Regions from separate parts of the Mus musculus genome. Here region 2 is linked to region 1. A link is a contact called in public Hi-C data. All regions are on one chromosome and are shown on one strand. Each heading gives the region's core, a stretch centred on a gene start, on an enhancer-like site or on the middle of the called end of the contact. The rest is flanking DNA. Distances are from core to core; before and after follow the strand shown.

Region 1 (2,756 bases), core at 133-2,632:
CAGAGAAGCAGCCAAGGCAGCCCTGGACTCCAGCTCAGCGGAGGCACTACTACCATAACCCTGCAGGCAGGGCTAAGAAGTAGGGAGGGCTAGAAAGCCACTGACCCTGCCAAGGCCAGGTATCACTAGGCCTGTAGTACGTGCCCCAGTGAGATAGGGCAAGCTGCCATTGTCTCTGCTCTTTACCTGCAATGGGGGAAGAAAAATCTATAGGGGCTGCTGGGCACACAGGCCTGACAGATATGGGCAACATGGACAAACAACCAAGGGGAGGTGTGAGAGAATGCACACCTGAGTCCTGCTGCCCACTCACTCCCTCCCTCACTCCCCAGGCTAGCACCAGGTCTGACATGGATGAAATTCTCCCACCTGAGAAACTAGCCCAGGAGGTTGTACCCTGAGGCCGGCCTTGCACCTCCTGAGCTTCCCTCACCTATGCTTTCAAGGCGGCCACTGGTCAACAAGGCTGAGTGACAGGGACAGATCTACAGAAAGGACAGACTAACTCAGTTCTCTACTCCCCTTCCTGATTGTCTCAGGCAGTTCAGGAGCAATGGTAGCTTACGGCTTAGGAAGCAGAGGAGAAAAAGAGCCGAGAGCTCGGGGTTCTCAACCTGTGGGTCAAGATCCCTTTGGGGATCAAACAACCTTTTCACAAGGGTCGGCTAAGACCATTGGAAACCACAAATATTTACACTACAACTCATAATAGTAGCAAAACTGCAGTTATGAAATAACAATGCAAATGATTGTATGGCAGGGGTCACCACAACATAAGGAACTATAGTAAAGGGTCGTAGCATTAGGAAGGTTGCCCTAGAGCTTGGCAAACTCTGGCTTCCTGACCAAAGAAGCCTCGTGTCACAAACCCTATGAATACATCATCAGAAGCCATGTATTCACCTCCCAATGAGAAGCAGCCAGAGTCCCAACAATTAAATAATGACAGATGCCGTTTGTTTGGGAAACTCTATCTCCCATCTTTACTACCACCCTGCAGGGGAGAGGTACTTCCTCCCACTGCCCAGAAGCGGACTGAGAGTCAAAGAGGATATGCCATTTGCCCTGATGAGGAAGTAAGAGTCAGGTTGGGATCCTAGGCCCATTATAACATAGCTGCAATGCTGCTGGATAATGCCATCTGCATCCATACAGGCAAGGCTCCTGTACTTCCTGGGAAGGGGGGGAGAGGAGCACTCCGGCTTCTTCTCTGAAAGATGTCCCCTACTCACTGGACTAAAACCTAATCAAAGTATCAAGAATGTACTGGATACAATGTGTTCAATGTTACATTGCAAAATGGGCAGAGTAGGGATCTGACCGAGGCAGTTCAAGCTGGCTGTCCCTGCAAGGCCACTGCTCCTGGCTCTTACTAGACCTTGCTCCCTGGGCCAGGGACCGTCAACAACAGCTGCCATCTACTCGTCTGTGGTGAGCAAGAGGAAGCAAGAGTCATTTACCTAACAGAGGAAGTTCCTGGACAGGACAGGAGGATCTGCCCAGAATCCCAGCTCAACTGAAAAGTCCAAAGCAGACCGTCACCTGTGATGTCCAGCCCAGGACCAGGGGCAGCCTACAGGTATGTAACCCCTGCCTGGCATTGCCCCTTTAAGCTATAGGCAGTGACTGGCATGCCTGTGGTGAGTCAGCACCCAGTGTCTGCTGACTCACCCACCGGAAGCCTGGCTGCCTCTCCCCACACAGGCTGACTGGGAACTTTACTGCCTTCAGGCCCTGAGCCACAGGCTGGCTGATAGAGAGTTTCCTGTGCGTCACACCAGGACGGGGGGAAGTCCCCAAGGTGCCACCCTCTAGTCTTTCCAACTCCTGGGACAGGAGGAAAGCTTATAACCATAGCAGACAGGACCAGGACAAGACATTCAGTGCTCCTTAGTCTCACTGGGCTGCCAGAGCCACCAGCCACTGATGAACTCCAATGACAACACCTCCAACAGAGTGTCAAAGGCCATCCCTGACAATATGCACAAGGACAAACAAGACATGCAAACCCAGACCACCCTGACATGTGCCCCTGTACCAGCTGCCCTTGGCCTCAGATGGCAGGCAGTGACCCACTAATGAGCAAGGAGACAGGAGATGTCAACAAAGTTGTGGGACCTACATGCCTTACACATGTGGAGAGAACTTCCTAAGCTTGGGCACAAAGAACTAGGCTGCCAACCGTCCAGTGGGAAGTTCATAGATAAAGTTGCAGTCCCCACCAAAGGTCAGGTGCTACCACTCCCCGCTGTGTTCAAAGTCCTCTGCAAACAGGCTAGCAAGATAGCCCAGCAGGTAAGAGTACTTACTATCAAGTCTAATAATCTAAGGTCCATGCCTGAAACCCACATGGTGGAAGGTTGATCCACAAGACTGAACTGAAAGAACTGATACCCACAAAGTATACTAGTATACTACATGTGGCATGCATATATATATATATATATATATATATATATATATATATATATATATCATGTGTATATTTTTTTTTTTGGTTTTGGCTTTTCAAGACAGGGTTTCTCCGTGTAGCTCTGGCTGTCCTAGAACTCACTCTGTAGACCAGGCTGACCTCAAACTCAGAAATCCGCCTGACTCTGCTGCCTCCCAAGTGCTGGGATTAAAGGCGTGCACCACCACTGCCTGGTTGTGTGTGTAATTTTTAAGTCTCCTGCAAAGGTGAAAAAGAGTTCCTGTCAGGGTCCACATTGGTATGGCCTCGCCAAGGTCTCCACTTTGCACCAGTTGCAGGGTCA
Region 2 (2,756 bases), core at 143-2,642, 610 kb before region 1:
CAAGAGGCAGGGAAGAGAGAGGGTTGTGGCTATAGCAGTTTGGGGCTGCTTGTTGAAGTACAGAGAGGCAGTTCTGTTCCAGTGCTTCCAGCTTTGCACTGTTAGCTTCCCCATAGTCACATAAAAGCTATTCCTCAGAAAGACTGGGCCCCTGTGTCTCTCTGTTGGCCACCTGTCCAAGTATGCAGTTGGTGCTTGAGACTGCTGTGTCCACAGAAGCCGTGTAGATCAGGGGAGTCTCTCAGGCTCAGAAGGTTGGAGTTTGTTTCAGATCATAAAGATGACAGCTATCTTGGATTAGAGTACAGATGTGAGCAGTCCACCTGTTGGGCCTACTTGAGGCACTAGCCACCAAGTACTGTGGGACTAGCAAAGCTACAGTTGTGAAGAGATCAAGCAAGTTGTTGGTAAGGGGTTGAGAGTCTGCACCAAATGTGGCAGAGGGGGATGGGAGAATCCTTCTTTATTCAAAAACAAGGCCTGGGGAAGAAGACTGCTATAGTCTAATTGGACAGTGTCAGCTCAGGTACAGCCAGTGTTCCTCCCTCCTCCCTCCTGTTTGTCCTGCCTGCTATGGTGCACAGCCCACCAATGTCATGGGTTACTTTGCTGTTCTCCTGAATCTGCCTCTGGAGCCAGAGCTGCTGCTATATCCTGATAAAAGCCAGGAAGCAGTTCCTTGGTGTCTGGTATTGTGGGGAGAGTTACTGTTCTTTAAAAGTAAGGAAGCAGGATGAGGAGGAGGGGAAAGCAGAAGAGTTTGCTGCCTCCAGTGTGCTCTAGTGCCTCAGAGTACATTGTAGTGTAGGAACCATGGCAGCGCTGGTAGTTTGTTCTAGGTTGGTGCACTCACCTCATCTTCTCAGAATGACCTGGTAACCCCTTCTATCTAGATGAAGCCTTTAGCACTCAGGTGTGATTCTAGGAAGTCCCTAGGAAAATGTTGGGGATCCTTGAGCTTCAACAATCTGTACAGAGACTATTACTGCTCTCCTATATCCTGACAGGCTTACCAGGAGATTACTGGAGATTATGACCATTTCATGTCTTTGCTGGGCTCGCTTCACAGAGGATTTGAGTGGGCTTACAAAACACATGCAATGCCACAGGAATAACTAGGTAATAGAAGAAAGACCCCCAAATTGGGCAGTTTCTCTGGTTTTTCTCAGGATCCAAAGGAGGTACAAGAGAACCCGGTGTTTTTTACTGTGACAGTGCAGGTAGGAGAGGAGGGCAGGCCTAGGGAACAGCTGCCCTGAGACACTGGACCACTGTGGAACCACATCCTGTAGCTGCCTATGGCTGTCACCATGCAGCTCTGTAACCCTGCAGTCTTGTAGATTGTCTGTCTTTAACCTGGCTGCCCAGCAGACATGCAAACAGATGAACAGATTCCAGGTCCTTCTGAGGTCAATATTGTCATTGGGTTTTCTCCACAGCGGGAGTGAGGGGGGTGGGGGTAAGGCGGCGGGCCGGGCGCAGCACGTGTGTGTGCATGCGTGAAAGCAGGTGAATGAAGTCAGTGTGGTTAAGGAGACAGGTCAAATCCACTTACTTCATGAATCTAATTAGACCTTAGTTGTTTTTGGTTTTAATTGGCATGTAAGTGGCAGGAAGATCAAAGGTTAAAAGGACACCCTTGGCCACATAGTTAGAGGTCAACTTGTGCTACATGAGACCTTGTCTCAAAAAACAAAACACAAATTCACAAAGGGTGAGTTAGGAAACAGTATGATTCATGCTGCTTTTGGTTTGTCTTCTCTTTCTTGCTTGTGCAGAAACTTTTATTTTAAAATACTCCTTTTTGTTTCAATAATAAGTTATAAATATTTTATCCACTTCTCAAAGTTCTTCAAAATAATTTTTTATTCTTCAGGGATTATTTGTAAGCAGACCAGGGCACCATGTCATATCTTAAATTCCAGAGCTCTCATGTACTACTTCTGGGCCTCAAATAGAAGTACACAGTGCTCTTCTTTTTCTGTAATGAGGGTATCTTGGTCTCTGGGCAGTTGTAGAAGGGTCTCAGTAGCTTTTTCTCCTGAGTCTCAAGCAATGCTGGGCTTGTGGTCCCTAGAACCTGATCTATCTCATAGAAAGCAGTGACAGGCACACATGGCCAGGCTTCCAAGCATTTGCCAACCTGAGCTGTCACATCCACTTCTGAAGTCTCAGGTTCTCTCTTATTTACTTCTACCAAGTCCTCTCTTCCCAACTGTAAGTACTACTATTTTGGGGCTTGGGCATGACATACTAAATGAATTGAATTAGAGCTGCCTGCATAAGAATGCTTTTATTTTTTAATGTGTGTTTTAAATATTTTATGCATATGTGTATATACCTGAACCACGTTTGTGCCCGGTGTCAGCAGAGGTCAGAAACATCCGATCCCCTCAGACCGGAGTTATAGATGGTTGTGAGTCATCATGTGGGTTTTGGGGTTCAAACCTGAGTCCTGAAAGAGCAGACAGTGTTTTTAATTGCTGCAGTGTTTTAATTTGTTTAACTCCCACCTCTTACCCTTTTATAAGTAGTGTCTCATGTAGCCCAGGCTGGCCTCAAACTCAGTATATAGCCAAGGATGACCGTGAACTTCTGATTCTCCTGCCTCTACCTCTCAAGAGCTGGGGTCACCAGCATGTGCCACCCACACCCAGTTTGTATGGTGTGGGATCACACTGAGGGTTTCCTTAATGCCAGGTAAGCACTCTGCCATATTGAGCCCCGGCCCAGGAATTTTTAAATGGCTCCAAAAA

Evidence for each region. A called contact is a pair of places that touch in the nucleus more often than the background predicts.
Region 2: a contact with region 1 is called in a Hi-C map of liver, with 3 times the contacts expected there. The contact joins two enhancer-like sites. A contact is called at or near these places in 1 of 39 promoter capture datasets (cranial neural crest), 1 of 484 Hi-C or Micro-C datasets (liver) and 2 of 115 datasets of contacts at active chromatin or transcription factors (embryonic stem cells and large pre-B cells).

The regions. Positions count from the first base shown.
Region 1 is chr11:60,934,452-60,937,207 of GRCm38.p6, reverse strand. The region is part of intron 1 of Map2k3 (mitogen-activated protein kinase kinase 3); the gene reads right to left. Among named protein-coding and RNA genes, the nearest start is that of Map2k3, 3.8 kb to the right of the region's middle. Within about 2 kb of position 1,382, at least 261 of the 459 cell types and tissues checked have an H3K27ac peak or open chromatin away from gene starts, as enhancers often do. A contact at or near this core is called in liver, where this site is marked.
Region 2 is chr11:61,539,582-61,542,337 of GRCm38.p6, reverse strand. All of the region lies in intron 4 of Epn2 (epsin 2), which reads left to right. Among named protein-coding and RNA genes, the nearest start is that of B9d1, 36 kb to the right of the region's middle. Within about 2 kb of position 1,392, at least 17 of the 459 cell types and tissues checked have an H3K27ac peak or open chromatin away from gene starts, as enhancers often do. A contact at or near this core is called in liver, where this site is marked.